2 separate regions of the Sus scrofa genome follow, and region 2 is linked to region 1. The links are chromatin contacts, called in public HiChIP or PLAC-seq maps. All regions are on one chromosome and are shown on one strand. Each heading gives the region's core, a stretch centred on a gene start, on an enhancer-like site or on the middle of the called end of the contact. The rest is flanking DNA. Distances are from core to core; before and after follow the strand shown.

Evidence for each region. HiChIP or PLAC-seq counts read pairs in DNA pulled down with a chosen protein or histone mark.
Region 2: a contact with region 1 is called in an H3K27ac HiChIP or PLAC-seq map of alveolar macrophages. The contact joins the promoter of FNBP1 here to the enhancer-like site in region 1. A contact is called at or near these places in 1 of 5 promoter capture datasets (fetal skeletal muscle), 4 of 47 Hi-C or Micro-C datasets (blood, epiblast stem cells and omental adipose tissue) and 1 of 2 datasets of contacts at active chromatin or transcription factors (alveolar macrophages).

Annotation. Positions count from the first base shown.
Region 1 is chr1:270,095,571-270,102,689 of Sscrofa11.1, forward strand. FNBP1 (formin-binding protein 1) reads right to left here. Exons shown (of 18, transcript XM_021070148.1): 5 at 1,580-1,642; 6 at 687-791. Among named protein-coding and RNA genes, the nearest start is that of FNBP1, 81 kb to the right of the region's middle. Within about 2 kb of position 4,376, at least 28 of the 83 cell types and tissues checked have an H3K27ac peak or open chromatin away from gene starts, as enhancers often do.
Region 2 is chr1:270,175,740-270,182,655 of Sscrofa11.1, forward strand. FNBP1 (formin-binding protein 1) reads right to left here and starts at 4,473. Exons shown (of 18, transcript XM_021070148.1): 1 at 4,172-4,473. The coding sequence starts at 4,195. LOC110256408 (a long non-coding RNA gene) reads left to right here and starts at 4,566. Exons shown (of 2, transcript XR_002337858.1): 1 at 4,566-5,335; 2 at 6,295-6,712.

The sequences.
Region 1 (7,119 bases), core at 3,126-5,625:
GGCATGAATACTGTTATTTAACAGCCTAATTGTGTTTACACTATATTGATGACTTTTAGAAAAAGAAAATTTAGCTTCTGGGGAAAAGACACACAGGGAACCCCAAGAAGACACAGTACAAGCTTTATAATCATATCACGCTCCTAACAGCCAATACAAGCGCATTTCGAGAAAAAGCTTTTTAGAGGGCTTACAAATGCAAGCCCTCCACTCCAACCTGTTATCAACCTGAATGAATCCATTAGAAGTCAGGCTAGTGTGTGAGTCTGTTTATCTTTTTCATGGGAGCCCTTGAAGCAGCCAAGCTCTTACAGATGGCGCTGGACTGTCTGCTCCAGCTTTTAAGAGGCTGACTTTTTCTTTGAAAAGCCATTAAGAAAGAACCACAGTCTCCGGAAACCACTCCCTACATGTCCGAGGGCTCTAGGTCCCCGTGTTATCATCTTGGTGACTAAACAAATCGACAAACTGCTCAAATCCTAACGCTGAAGACTCCCCCCCCCCCAGATTTCACCTTCTCCTCCCCCACTCGCACGTCCCCACGGACACAAAATGAAAAGAAAAAGATCCCAAGTTGAGAGGTCTTTTGCGGTGGCATCAGAAAGGAGAACTTGGGGACCAGCAGTCTGGGAGGCAACACGAAGAACGTGAAAAAGGGAAATGAAAGACTCTCACTTTCGCCTTACCTTTTCGACATCTGCTTTTGTAACGTTTATGTCAGCATCCATTTTCTCAAAGTACTGCTGGGCTCGGTCGGCCTCTTTGCAGTCCCGCTCAAATCGCCTTTTGCTCTAAAAGCAGAGGGACACGGTGGCAGGGAAAGTTACTAGGAATGGAACCCTGAGATTCCCAGGAGCAGCTGTAATTTTATGGACAGCCCTCCCCAAAAAAGGCACTCTTTTCTGAACTGATTTGCTACCTGTCATCCCTTCAAGGAAGTTATTTTAAAATCCGCATTTCTATCGAAACTGTCTACTTTTGTCTTTCCATATGATTTTTTTTTTTTTTTTTTTTTAAAGGGCTGCACCTGAGGCAAATGGAAATTCCCAGGCTAGGGGTCCAATCGGAGCTATAGCTGCCAGCCTATGAAACGGTCATGGCAACACTGGACACAAGCCACATCTGTGACCCATGCTGCAGCTTGCAGCAATGCTAGGATCCTTCACTTGCATCCTCACGGACACCATGTCAGGTTCTTAACCTGCTGAGCCACAACAGAAACCCTTCTTATGATTGTCAGAAAAATACTCTACTTGAGCTCTTTTGGGCCTAACATTTTACTTTATTTTTTTTTTTTTTTTGCCATGCTGGCAGCATACAGAAATTCCCATGCCAGGGATGGAGCCCGGGTCACAGCAGCAACTAGAGCCACAGAAGTAACACTAGGCTCTTACCCCACTGAGCCACCAGGGAACTCCTCAACATTTTACTTTCTATAGTAATTTCTAGAAACAAATTAAATTCCAATTATAAACATCTCTGTTTGTTTGGTACATACTGGTTGACTCAAGCTGAAGTTAAATACAAATCAGAAAATCGGTAAAGACATTTCTCGAGCTGTTGTTTTTTTTTTACTTACTGATTCTAGTTGCTTCCAGCAAGTCTCTATATGCTGCTGTGCCTTCCGTCCTTCATGAAAGTGCTGGAGGGGGGGAAACACACCTGTGGTTAGTTACCCCCTCTTTCTCATGTTAACACTTGAGAAAAAAAAAATCCATCCACTTAAATGACATTTAAATATTGAATATTTAGTGTGTGCACTCCAAAGAAGTCTAAAGAGTTAAAAAACAAATGGGAAATGAAAATAGGATGACTCCCAGTTCCCTTTCAAACTTTAGCTGTAATAATATTGAATTTTAAGACACCACTTGTAGAAATAACAGGAATGTTGGAAGAGAGCAATCACGTCAGTCCTTATTTTTAATTGCTTTGAGATGTAATTCACATTCCATACGATTCATCCATTTAAATTGTACAGTTCAGGAGTTCCCATCATGGCACAGCGGAAATGAGTCCGACTAGGAACCATGACGTTTTGGGTTCGATCCCTGGTCTCGCTCGGTGGGTGGAGGATCCCGCGTTGCTGTGGCTGTGGTGCAGGCTGGCGGCTACAGCTCCGATTAGACCCCTGGCCTGGGAACCTCCATATGCCGTGGGTGTGGCCCTAAAAAAAAAAAAAAAACGACAGAAGACCAAAAACAGTAAAACTCAAAAAAGATAATAAATTGTACAATTCAGGGGTTTCTACTAGAGTCACAATAGCCAGCCATCACCACCATCAATTTTAGAACTTTTTTTTTTTTTTTTTTTGCTGTTTAGGGCCCCACCCTTGGCATATTGAAATTCCCAGGCTAGGAGTCAAATCAGAGCTGTAGCCACCGGCCACAGCCACAGCCACAGCAATGCCAGATCCGAGTCAAGTCTGCAACCTACACCACAGCTCATGGCAACAACGGATCCTTAACCCACTGAGTGAGGCAAGGGATTGAACCCGCATCCTCAAGGATCCTAGTCGGGTTTGTCACTCACTGAGCCATGAAGGGAACTCCAATATGAGGTCTTTTGTGACAGGCAAAAATGACATTCTTTCATTATGTTCTTAGCATACTGTTTCCAAGGTTCGTCCACATGATCACATATATCAGTTCTTTTCTCCTTTTTATTGCTGCATGATATTCCTTTGGATGAACAGACCACATTTTGTTTATCTAGTCACCAGTTGATGGACATTTGATTGTTCCCAGTTTGGAGGCTATTTTGAATAACACTGCCAGCATTTGGATAAATGTTTTGTGTGGATGGATGAGTCCATTACTTAGATCTTAAAGATAAATTTACCTCCTTGCCATGTGCAAAGGCCCTGAGGCAGGTATGTGCTTAGTATTGGCCAGTAAGGACACCAGTGGGCCAGACCAAAGTGAGCCTCAAGAATACTAGGAGAAGGGGTCAGAGAAGAAAGGGGCAGCCTGTGTAGGGTCTTGTGGGGTTTTTGTCTGAATGAACTGGGGAGGCATGGAGGACCCCAAGTAGAGAGGTGACGTGAAGGAAGGTTCCAGGTAGGAGTTTCTCTTTTTCAACTTTGGAGATGATGGAGGCTTGGACCAAGGGGTAGCAGTGCAGGTGGTGACTAAAGCTCAGGTGCCCGTTGACCAGGATTCACAGGTGAATCCAATCAGATGTGGGCTGTGCGATCTTGAGAGGTCAGAGGCTGTTCTGACCTGTACGGACCATGTGAACGGAGGCCCTTGCCCTGTTAGAGCCGCCGTGGAGAGGTTCTGACCTGTCAGAGGGCGGGAACGTGCACCTGCAGCTCCCCGGCTAGGATGCTGGAGGCTGGCGGGGTCCTTTGCCCCAAGGCCACAGCGCTGCTCAGACAGCATCCTCACAGCTAATCTCTGAAGTTCGTATAAGGCTCCCCTGCCTTGGACACCCGGGACCACAGCCACTCCCCACCGTGACTGGGCTGGGACACGGCGCCACCTCTTACTGCTTGTCCTGAACCCACTCCACGGGTGGTAAATGCTCCTTCTAAAAAAATGGCCTTTCCTCAGTTACTAGGCTTGAATGTGCTGTCTGTTTTCTGGCCGGGGTGAGCAGGGTTGGTGGGGGTGCTGTGGAGAAGGCAAGATCAAAGTGACAGAAACGAAGCGGTCCCCTCCGTGCAGCCTCGTCAGAACCTAGGGCTTAGCCGAGTCGCAAAAGGTAGCCGAGGCCAGGCAGGAGGGGGCAAAATCAGAACTTTTCTTTTAAATAAAGAACAATGCTCCTTTCTGAGGGAAGGTTTTCTCGTCTCCCTGCTGAGGTCACATTTCACTGTTTTAAGCGCCTCTTGACAGCACAGTTTATCCATCCAGAAATTTTTTTGGTTTCTATGAACCAAGAGGAGCCCCGTGGGGCTTCTTTTTTCAAGTCTCCTAATAGACACCGGGATATGACAGCAAAGAGATGGAGTCGAGGGGAGAACAGACAAGCAAGAAAGGGCTGGGCTTCGGGAGAAGTGAGACGAGCTGAGAGCAGAGTGAAGTACAGCCTGCAGGCAGGTTTTCTGACAGCCACAGACCTCACGTAAAGGAGGATGGAGGGAGGGCGGGGGGGGGGGGGGCAGAGGAGCAGGAGGCCTAGGAGGGAGATGCAGGCTCGGCTGTGCCCGGCAGCGAGGCACCCTCGGCCATGGCCCACACCGTCCGGAGATCGGGCCCCACATCACAAGCGGCCCAGTGTGTTCTGGAGTTTGCTGGAAAGATCACCCCATCCCTAAAATCTCACTTTGAGAGTCCAAGATGGTCCCAGTTCAAAGCCAAGCTCCTAAGCTTGAGCCTCGTCTCGACAGCAACTCTGAAACATATGTTTTCACAAAATGAAAGCTCGCTCTCAGCCAGAGGCGTTCTACCGGAGAGGAAACACACATCAAGAAAACGCAAAAATGACAGACATGCGGCAGAGGAAAGGTGGGCTCAGCTTTACGATCAAAGGACTCTTCTCTAAAGACAATAGTCTCCCCCCAAAGGTCATGTTTTGGAAGCAAGGGGGTAATTTTGATTGAAAATCTACAGAGGAAATTTTCCTGCCCCATCTTCACGTCAATGTTTAATAATAAATATGAATGTTTATTTTCTTTGTACCGCCACACCCACGGCCTGTGGAAGTTCCCCACGCTAGGGGTCCAACTGGAGTTGCATCTGCGACCTATGCCACAGCCGGTGCAACGCCGGATTCTTAACCCACTGGACACGGCCTGGGATCGAATCCGCGTCCTCTTGGAGAGTAGGTCGGGTCTGTCGCCCACTGAACCACAGTGGGTGGGAACTCCTGAACTTATTTTTCAGGCATGGTGTGGCCCTTGACCTTATTGGTCTCAGCGTGTTTCCAGGACGGACCCCTGTTACAACAGCCCTGGACGACACCACAATTCGATGGGACCCCCGCCGTGAGTGAATCATTGTGATTATAACATATCGTGTGGCTTAAGAAAAAAAAAATCTAGATGTCACTGCTTTCCCTTTTAGTTTTTCTTTCCTAGTACAAGTTCCTCCAAAAGCAATTTGCCTACAACACACACACAAAAGCAAACTTGTGCTGCCTGATCCCCTCAGGAAAGGAACAGAGGAAACAAAAGCCGTCCTTTCGGTCTTAAGCATCCCATGACCTAAAAAGCAGTGGTGAGCCTCTGTGGCCGGCTCCATCTCCCCTCCTTTAATGGGAAAAACTATTTTAACAGTTACAAAGTTAAACAAACTAGCTTTTGCCAGATGTGTTTGTGGTTTATTAACAAACAAAGGCAAAACATTTCTTGGCTGGACAGTGGGCAAGTGTGGCTCTAAAAAGTGTGTCTCCGGGCTTCAAATAAAGAAGAATTGTTCTCTCGAGAAAGATAATAAGCACTTCTTTTGGAGCCACGGAATGAAGTCATCGCAGCTCTTTTTCTCCTATCAGAGGAGAGACAGGAAATGCCATCTCTAGAGACCCAGAAGAATGCTCCTTGCTTTCTCCTGTAATAAGACGCTTTCGTTTCTTTTCAAACATAATAATAGACCTTTTAAAATGCCCGATGGTATCTGGGATGACAGCTAAACTTACTTTCATTTCAACTTTTTGGTTGAGCCTTAAAACTATACAGGTAAAATCTATACTAAAAAAAAAAAATCATCTTTCAAAAAGTTTTTAGAAAATTCCCCGGGGGGACCTGAGGTAGCAGATATAAAAATCAGAGGGAACCTAAAATAGGCAAACATTAACTTAAAGCAAAATGACAATGACAAAGCTTCCAAGAAGACCTGACTGCACCGCAAGAAATCACACTAAGGCTGAAGAGACCAACGGTGACTGTCTCGTAGTCACACTCTACGATCAGGTATGATGGCTGCTCATTTTACTATATTTATATATAATAGATCATTAATTTTTAAAACCTATATTAAAAAAAAGCAAAATATGGCACTGATGTGAGAACAGCCACTTCAAGGGAAAAAAAAAAAAAACAGGTGGGGGTGAGGAAAAAAGAATAAACACTCAATGAAGGACAGTCAGCCATCTGGATCTTTATTTAAATGAAACTCAGATGCCACAGATGAAAACAAAGGCACACAAAACCTTGAAAAGGCCAAGGCAAAAGGAGCTTCCAGAAAATATGTCTGTGATGAATGGGAGAACTTCCTCAAAGCCTTCAGTGTGGTGGGTTTGAACACTAGCAGCGTCTAAGCCTGACTCAGGACTCAGTAACGTAATGAGAAATCTGTGTGTGTGGCTATTTAGGTGGACCTCGTAAGAAAACTGTGAAGCATCTTCCGACCTGCTCCAGAGAGCGTTTTGTCACCCCGCCCCCCCAAAGTCCCAAACCAGAAACCCAGAAACGCTCACGGCAGGAGTTGCATTCAGTAAGGCCCGTTTCCCCCAGATTCACTTCTAATACACATTTCTTCTCCAGGAACGTATTTTAAAGCTCCTAAAATGCCTGCCTCCCAGTGTCACGCTCAGTTGCTTAACTCTTCCCCAAACACTGACCAACGGTGACTGTCAGTGGCACGAGGCAGCCCCTCCCCTCAGGTCCAGCAGCACTCCGCTCCCCCACCCCACCCCACCCCGCCAAAGTTCTCTTCACCCCAAGGCCTTCTGCTTCTCCCTTTCCCCACCGTTCCTCTTGTCCTCGCTGGCTTTTACTCTCCAGACTCCTCCATGTCCCCCCTCTTTACCTAGACGCCAGTTCTTCAAAAATAATCCTTTCTTTCACATTCCTTAAAATTCTATTTCCTCTGAAGAGTCCCAAGTAACTCAAGATGAAATAAAATGATCAATATTAAGCAGCCAATGACTCATATTCCTCACTTGATTTCTTCTAAGGGTATGAAACTGTTCTTTCAAGCCCAAAGCAGGAAAATCACCCTTAATAAGGGCTTTAGATAGAGTGCCAGGTGGCTGGGTGAAACTTTAGGGACAGGAATCCATTCCTGAGCTGAAAGGTCGTAGAAGCTAACCAAGTCATTCACTGCATTCCCACACATGCCGAGTGTTGCTTTCCTTGTGAGTAAAACAAAGCCCCTTTTCCTTGTGAAACTCATCAGACACAGCAGCACGAGAAAAAGGTTAGGGGACTCGAGAGGGATGCAGGTGGCATTTAGGTAG
Region 2 (6,916 bases), core at 3,223-5,722, 80 kb after region 1:
TTATTCAATAAATATTTCTTGAACTACTCCTGTGAGTCAGGCATTGTTCCTGGCACAGTTGGTAGACAACTCTTTCACTGCTGCCTCCTAAAAGTGAGCATCAGAGTCAATATCACTATGTTCAGCAAATTGTGGGATGCACATTAAAAGCTAGGTGTTTTGGGGGGTTTTTTTTGGGTTTTTTTTGCGTTTTAGGGCCACACCCTCGGCATATGGAGGTTCCCAGGCTAGGGGTCTAATGAGAGCTATTGGTAATGGCCTACACCACAGCCACAGCAATGCAAGATCCCCTGAGCGAGGCCAGGGATCGAACCCACATCCTCATTGATGCTAGTCGGATTTGTTTCCGCTATACCACAACAGAACTTCTAAAAGCCAGGTTTTAATAAAACCCAGCACGGTCAATAAAGGTGGCTATGTTAACCAATATGTATGCTTTGGCTCTCTCTGTTTGCTTTCTTGCTTTTGTTTTTGGGGGCTACTCCATTTCTTATTAGCACCAACAGAAAGAAAGATGGCAGAGAGGACACAGGAATTCAAACATAAGAAATTCTTGCTTTGCTATTTCTCCAATGACCAGTCACAATTCCAAAGAGTCAGTGCAAACTATTTACTCTATGTCCAAGTCTTGAGTCAATGCACCTCATTTCGTCTTGGAAACACATCTCCCTTTTGACGGTAATGTTGCAGGCTAGAGTTAAAATCTGCTTGATGCATTCACTGAAATAGGTAGAATGTATAGAAAGTGACTTACAACAGATGCATATCAGTGTCTCGCACACAGTAGCTGTGCAATAAAAAATTTCAAAATGGATTAAAATGCAGTATTATGAAGAGCTGTAGAGAAATGATTTTATTATGTCCTAATCACTTTAAAATAGCCATTTAGGAGGTCCCTTGTGGTGAAGTGGGTTAAGGATCTAGCATTGCTCCTGCAACAGCTCAGGATACAGCTGCGGCATGGCTTTGATCCCTGGCCGGGAACTTCCACGTGCCGCAGGTGCAGCAAACTATTTTGTTATGACCTTCTGATAGAAAATAGAAAGCCCCAATTTAAATACCATCTAATCAATCGAGTGATCACAAATTATGGGTTGAGTCCATTTTTATGATTGCATGGTAACTTCCTGACATTTCATGATTTCTAAAAAAAATGTCCTACAGTATCAAAGTTCACGCCTATGGAGAGGTCAAAAAAAAAAAAAAAAAAAGAGAAGAGAAAGGTTTTACTCCATCTACAAAGCAGGATGTGGCTAAGAACAGGCCTTTAATGTAAAGTGTGCGTTAGAAACTTGCAGTTTTGAAAAGCCTTCACGGACGCTGGTGCACGACCTAGGATGTGTGTAAAACCTGGTAGCATTTGTGAAGGTCTATGAAAGCTGCAACCACCTGTTAGGAATAACACATGACCAACCAAACCACAGTTCCATCTCTCTCCATCTAGAAGCATCGTTCTGCCAAGTTCTCGGCTTGAGCGCCCCATCATTATCTCATTACACATGTGCATGATCCCACAGCCACCATTCAAGGCGAACCCTCAATCAGTGCCCTGCCAGGCTGCCCCAACACTGCCCAACACACCACACCACATTCAGTCTCTCACCACCAGAGAACTGGAGGTTTATTTTTCAGAACCCCTCATTATTTCATTTTTTAAGCTGAAAGAGTAATAAAACAAGGCCACTGAACGTAGACATTTTGAGGCCTTACACTTCTTGGTATTAAAACTCAGACTGTGCACTTAGTGCCAATTACATGTTCATTCTTTTCCCTCTGTTAACCTCTAAGCCACTCAAGGGCAAAGGCCGATGCTTTGGTGGAATGTCTTTTTCTTTCTTTTTTAACTCTTCGCTGATAAATATTTGCATATAGACAATGAGGATGCGTTTGTCCACTTAAGCCCTACCATGTGAAAAAAATGTGCCAAGCAGTTTGCACATCTTCCACCTTAAAAATCTTTTCCAATTATTTCCACTGTAGAAAATGCCAAGCATAGACATGAAACAGGCAGAGAATTGCAGGGCCTCCACGACCCATCACCCAGCTTCCCCAGTGACCAACCCTCGCCACTTTCATTTCATATTTCCATCCACTACCTACCCCAAATTCTTTTCAAGCAAATCCAAAATTTCCTCTCACTCATATATATTCCCGTTCCCATTTATTTTCAACAACTCCTCATCTTTGCCTTCCTTCCCACCCTCTTCCCCCCACCCCCAAAAGAAGTGTACAGAATAGCACAGGTGATTGTAGCTATTTCACTCCTGTTTTTCTTCTCACAGCTACCGAACCGCCCCCGCTTCTGGATCACCTTCTATAAGATTCATCACCATCACCGTGAATGCCCAGTTCAGTCCCTTTAACCACAGCCTATGTCACTTAGAAATATGCTGTATTTTCCCCCCAGAATCCCTTGCTCTTATTTGAACATGAGGGGAAAAAAAAATTGTGCCCAAAATTCTGTTCTCTTGAATAGCAAATTACTTCAGATTTAGTCCCCCATCCCAGAGAAGGTAGAAAGATCAGACAAGAAATAGAAGAGGAAAGAAATGTGAGAAAAAGAATGTATACATGTATGTGTGACTGGGTCACTTTGCTGTATAGTAGAACATTGACAGAACGCTGGAAACCAGCTATAAGGGAAAAAATAAAAATCATATAAAAAAAGAGGAAAGACATTCAACACTTAAAACGGTAGAGTCTGCCTAATCAGCTGTATGTAAATACTTAAAACCATCTGTTACTTTATTTTAAAAAGGACGATGTGTCGAAAATTTGAGTCCCCTTAGATAAAGGATGTTTATAAAATTATCTTAATGTAAGGGAGTTATTGCCTTCAGGATTTTGGTATTGATAACAGCAGCTGCTTCGGAGCCTAAGAAATGGTTATGTAAAAAACAATTACAGCAAAAAAAAAAAAATTAAGGGAGGATGCGCTCTGTTTCTAAAGCTGCTGTAACCTTGTTTTATTTTGATGTGAAATTTCTTGGCCTCAGCTCAAAGAGCAACCACCACCACCCCGCACTTTCTCCTCCACACCCTTTACAAATGGAATTCCGCGGGGAGGCACTTTCCAGTTCATCATGGGAAATGTCTCATCTTGAGAACATTTCGGGGCAATAACTGAGATTTCATCTACTCCTCCCTCTGGACACTGCTCTGCCCCATTCCTTGCCCAGTGATTTCCTCAGGAATCCAGAGGAAGGCAGGGAAATCAGCTCCATTCCACAAGCCACAGCCTCTCTTCCCCAAGGATGATGGCCTTGGCATCCTCTGCTCGCCCTGGTGCGGGGAGTGCATCTACTTGTTTATCCACCCGCAGCCCAGGTTAAGGAACCCCGCGGGGCGCTCCTCCGCGCCAGCCTACCCCATTTTGGACGCTCTCCTCCCAGCAGCTAAAAAATGGAAAATTTACCCCGTGAATGCCCCTTCCGAAAGGTGATAACACAAGATCTCCCTCTAACTCCGACTACTCTCCCCTCTCCAGGCCAAACGCCGCAGTCCCCACATCAAATCCAGGATCTGAGCGGCCCCTCAAAGAACCACAAGTGCACCCCAAACCATCACAGGTCAAAAGTCCTCGCCACCAAAGGGGAGACACCAGTCGCTCGTCCCTGCGCCCCCAAACCCAAGACCTCGCACCCAGACCCGCCAGGGCCGCCCCGCCCCCCCGGGGGAGCGCCCGACCCGCCAGCACCTCCACGGAGAGAAAGCAGCCCTCGGATTTCGGCGCTGGGCGCCCAGTGCCCAGCGCAGTCCTGAAAATCCCCGGGCCTCCACGCCCCCCATCGAGGTCGGTCCGCGGCGCGTCGGTTACTCGCTCCGGGGGATTAAGGCTCTTCCCGATACACACCCCTGGCCTCGGGGCGCCAGAGAGACGGAGTCCTGCCGGCGCCCCCGCTCAGGCCGCAGGGGCACCCAGATGCGCGCCCCGCGCTCGAGCAGCAGGGGACCCACACCAGCGCCCCGCACCTCCGAAGGGCGAATCTGGCTCGCACCCCTTGCTCGAGCCAAGGCCGACGAGAGGCACCCGGTCCCGCGCTTCCCCCCAGGCCGCGGGGACCCCGACCAGCGCGCGGTCGCCCCCACCCGGGCAGCCGGGCCCGCGCCCCCAGCCCAGGCGCGCCAGGCACCTTCCCTCGCCGCCCGGCGGGCCCAGCCCCTCACTCACCCAGAGCTCGGTGCCCCAGCTCATGGTGCAGGGGGCGGGAAGGGGCGCGCCGCGCGGCAGGCGCGGCTCTCCGGTCCCGCTCCCCGGCGATCCCTTCGCCCCTGGAGATCCCCGCGATCGAGGAAAGCCCGTGCCCGCGCCGCCGCCGCCTCCTCCGGCTCGCCGCTCCTCGGCTCGGGTCTCCTCGGCGGCTCCTCCTCCCCGTCTCTCCTCAGCAAAATGGCCCGAGGAAGCAGCAGCCGCGGTCGCCGCAGCGCCCGCCCGCCCTACACCGGGAGAGCGAGGGGAGGGGGAGGGGGAGGGGAGGGAGGGGCGGCCGGGGCGGGGCTGCGCGCCGGGGGCGGGGCCGGCCTGACAGCTCGCGCACGCGCGCGCCCCGCCCCCGCCCCCGGCCCAGCCTCCCTCCGGGCGCCCTCCGCCCCGCCCGCGTAGCCCGGGGGTCCGGAAGGCCTCGGAGGGAGGTGGGAGGGCTGCCGGGACCTGGGACCCCGGGGCTCCCCCCGCCGGGTTTTGTTCATTATTATTGCTTATTAGCAGCCACCCTCTTGCTCCTAGGACAACCACCCGCCTTTGAACGTAGCCGGCCCCTGTTATTAAGGGTGCTCTGCCGAGGCCTGAGGTTGCTCCCCTGCGTCGAGGGCCGCTTTGGATTTAAGGACAATACTTTTCCCTGGCAGCCATTTACACCGACCAGAGTTCGCTCGGGATGGTCTTTGCCCCCGCCTGGGAACCGTGGAGGCCCGAGGAGCCCTGCAGCCTTGCGCGGTGGGAGTGGGGCCTGGGAGTGGGGCGATGTCTGTGCTGCACAGAGAGGGATGTCGAGGCAAAGAGCGACCCAGCCGCTTCGAGTGGCCAGGGAAGGGATCCAGGGGCGCGGAACCGGTGATTTCTAATCTCCGAAACCAGTGATTTCCAACTTGTTCTGCCAAGAAACTCTCAGACTCAGACGTGAAATCACGTTGCCACTTAGTGGGTAAAAGGAAAGGCGCTGGGTCCACAGATAATGTGTTTGGTTCCAATCCAGCCTCCGGCACTTACTGGCTGGATGGCCTCGGGCAATGCCTCCACCTCTCCTGAAAGCTCAGATGGACGGAATGACAGAGCCATGTCACTGTGTGGTGACAAGGATCAAGGAAAGAGCACCTGATACCTGGCCCGTGGTTGGTAAGCTGAGAGCTAATTTCTAGGGAGGTACTGACTCCCTTTCTCCGTATCCCGAGGGTCCACACATTATTACATTCCCCACAAGCTATGGAGAACTGGGTTCCAACTCCTTCCTCTGAATCCGTAGGCCCTTTCTCCCCAGTTTTCTTTCTCCCACAGCCAATGCTACCAACTTTTCTGAATAACCGTCGACTCTAAACTGGGCCCCATTTTAGAAATATTTCACGGGGATGCTTCTCTTCAATCCCACCACCCTCAGACTCGGCTAGCTTGTCATACTCCAGGAGAGAGTGGAGCAAGGGTGGTTTTCCTCCTCTTGCAGATAAACCAAGTCGGCTTCCTTTGTTGGACAGAATTACAATCAATTTAAACTGTCAGAACTGTTTTGGTCTGTCTTTTTTCAGTTACAAGTTCCCTCCACCCCTCATTTTTAGTGTGTGTGTTTACATATTTTGTTCTTACAGTTACCAGGTCTGGGAAATCTACTCCAAGCCTGTTAGATATATGTAACCATCAGAATCATCAACCAGAGTTCCCGTCGTGGTTCAGTGGACATGAATCTGACCAGCATCCATGAGGATGCAAGTTCGATCCATGGCCTCGCTCAGTGGGTTGAGGATCTGACATTGCCGTGAGCTGTGGTGTAGGTCACAGACGAGGCTCAGATCTGGCGTCGCTGTGGCTGTGGTGTAGGCCAGCGGCTACAGCTACGATTGGACGCCTAGCCTGAGAACCTCCATATGCCACAGGTGCAGCCCTAAAATAAAAACACCAACCACTTACCTCCCAGGTAAACTAATAGCCAGGGTGAGATGGAGGGGTTAGAAATTCAAACAATATACCCACACAACCTTATGAATCAACTATACTTCAATCAAAATTTAAAAACAAACAAACAATATTGCAGTTTAGTTAGCTCTTTGGAAATGCTGAAATGCTCAATTTCCCTTCCTGCCCAGGTTTGGACTCTTTTTTTCAAATACAGTGATCGAGTCTTGACTGCCTTCTAGAAGACTTCTCAAAAACAGTGACCACTTGTGAAAAGATGCTAATCAGGAGGAAAAACAACCTGCGCCTGCTCAAAGAAGAAAAAGAAGGGGAGGGGGACAGCAGAAAAAAAGAGAGAGAGAGACCACATTAAAAGGAAACTTTTTAAGATGAGTAAGCAGGAAGTAGTCATAGGAACCCATTAAAAGCCACAGCAGCAGAACTACATGGAACTGGGTTAATGAGACCATGCTGCAAATATCTTTAACTTCATTAAGTTTGGCAGCAACTAAAAAAGGTTTGAAAGTGTCAGAATCTCCAAGAAATGAAGAAAAAAAAAAAAACACCACTGATCTTAAAACAATGGAAATCAATAGGATTCAGGATGAAGAGAAATAAGCCAGCAGAAAAAAGATAAAACAAATACAGCACAGAATTTTTTTAGGAAGAACTAAATCCACTAAGTTTCCTTTACAGTAAAAGGGAGTCATTTTTTTATTTTATTATTTATTTTTATTTTTATTTTTTTGCTTCTTAGGGCCACACCCATGGCATGTGGAAGTTCCCAGGCTAGGCATCAAATCAGAGCTACAG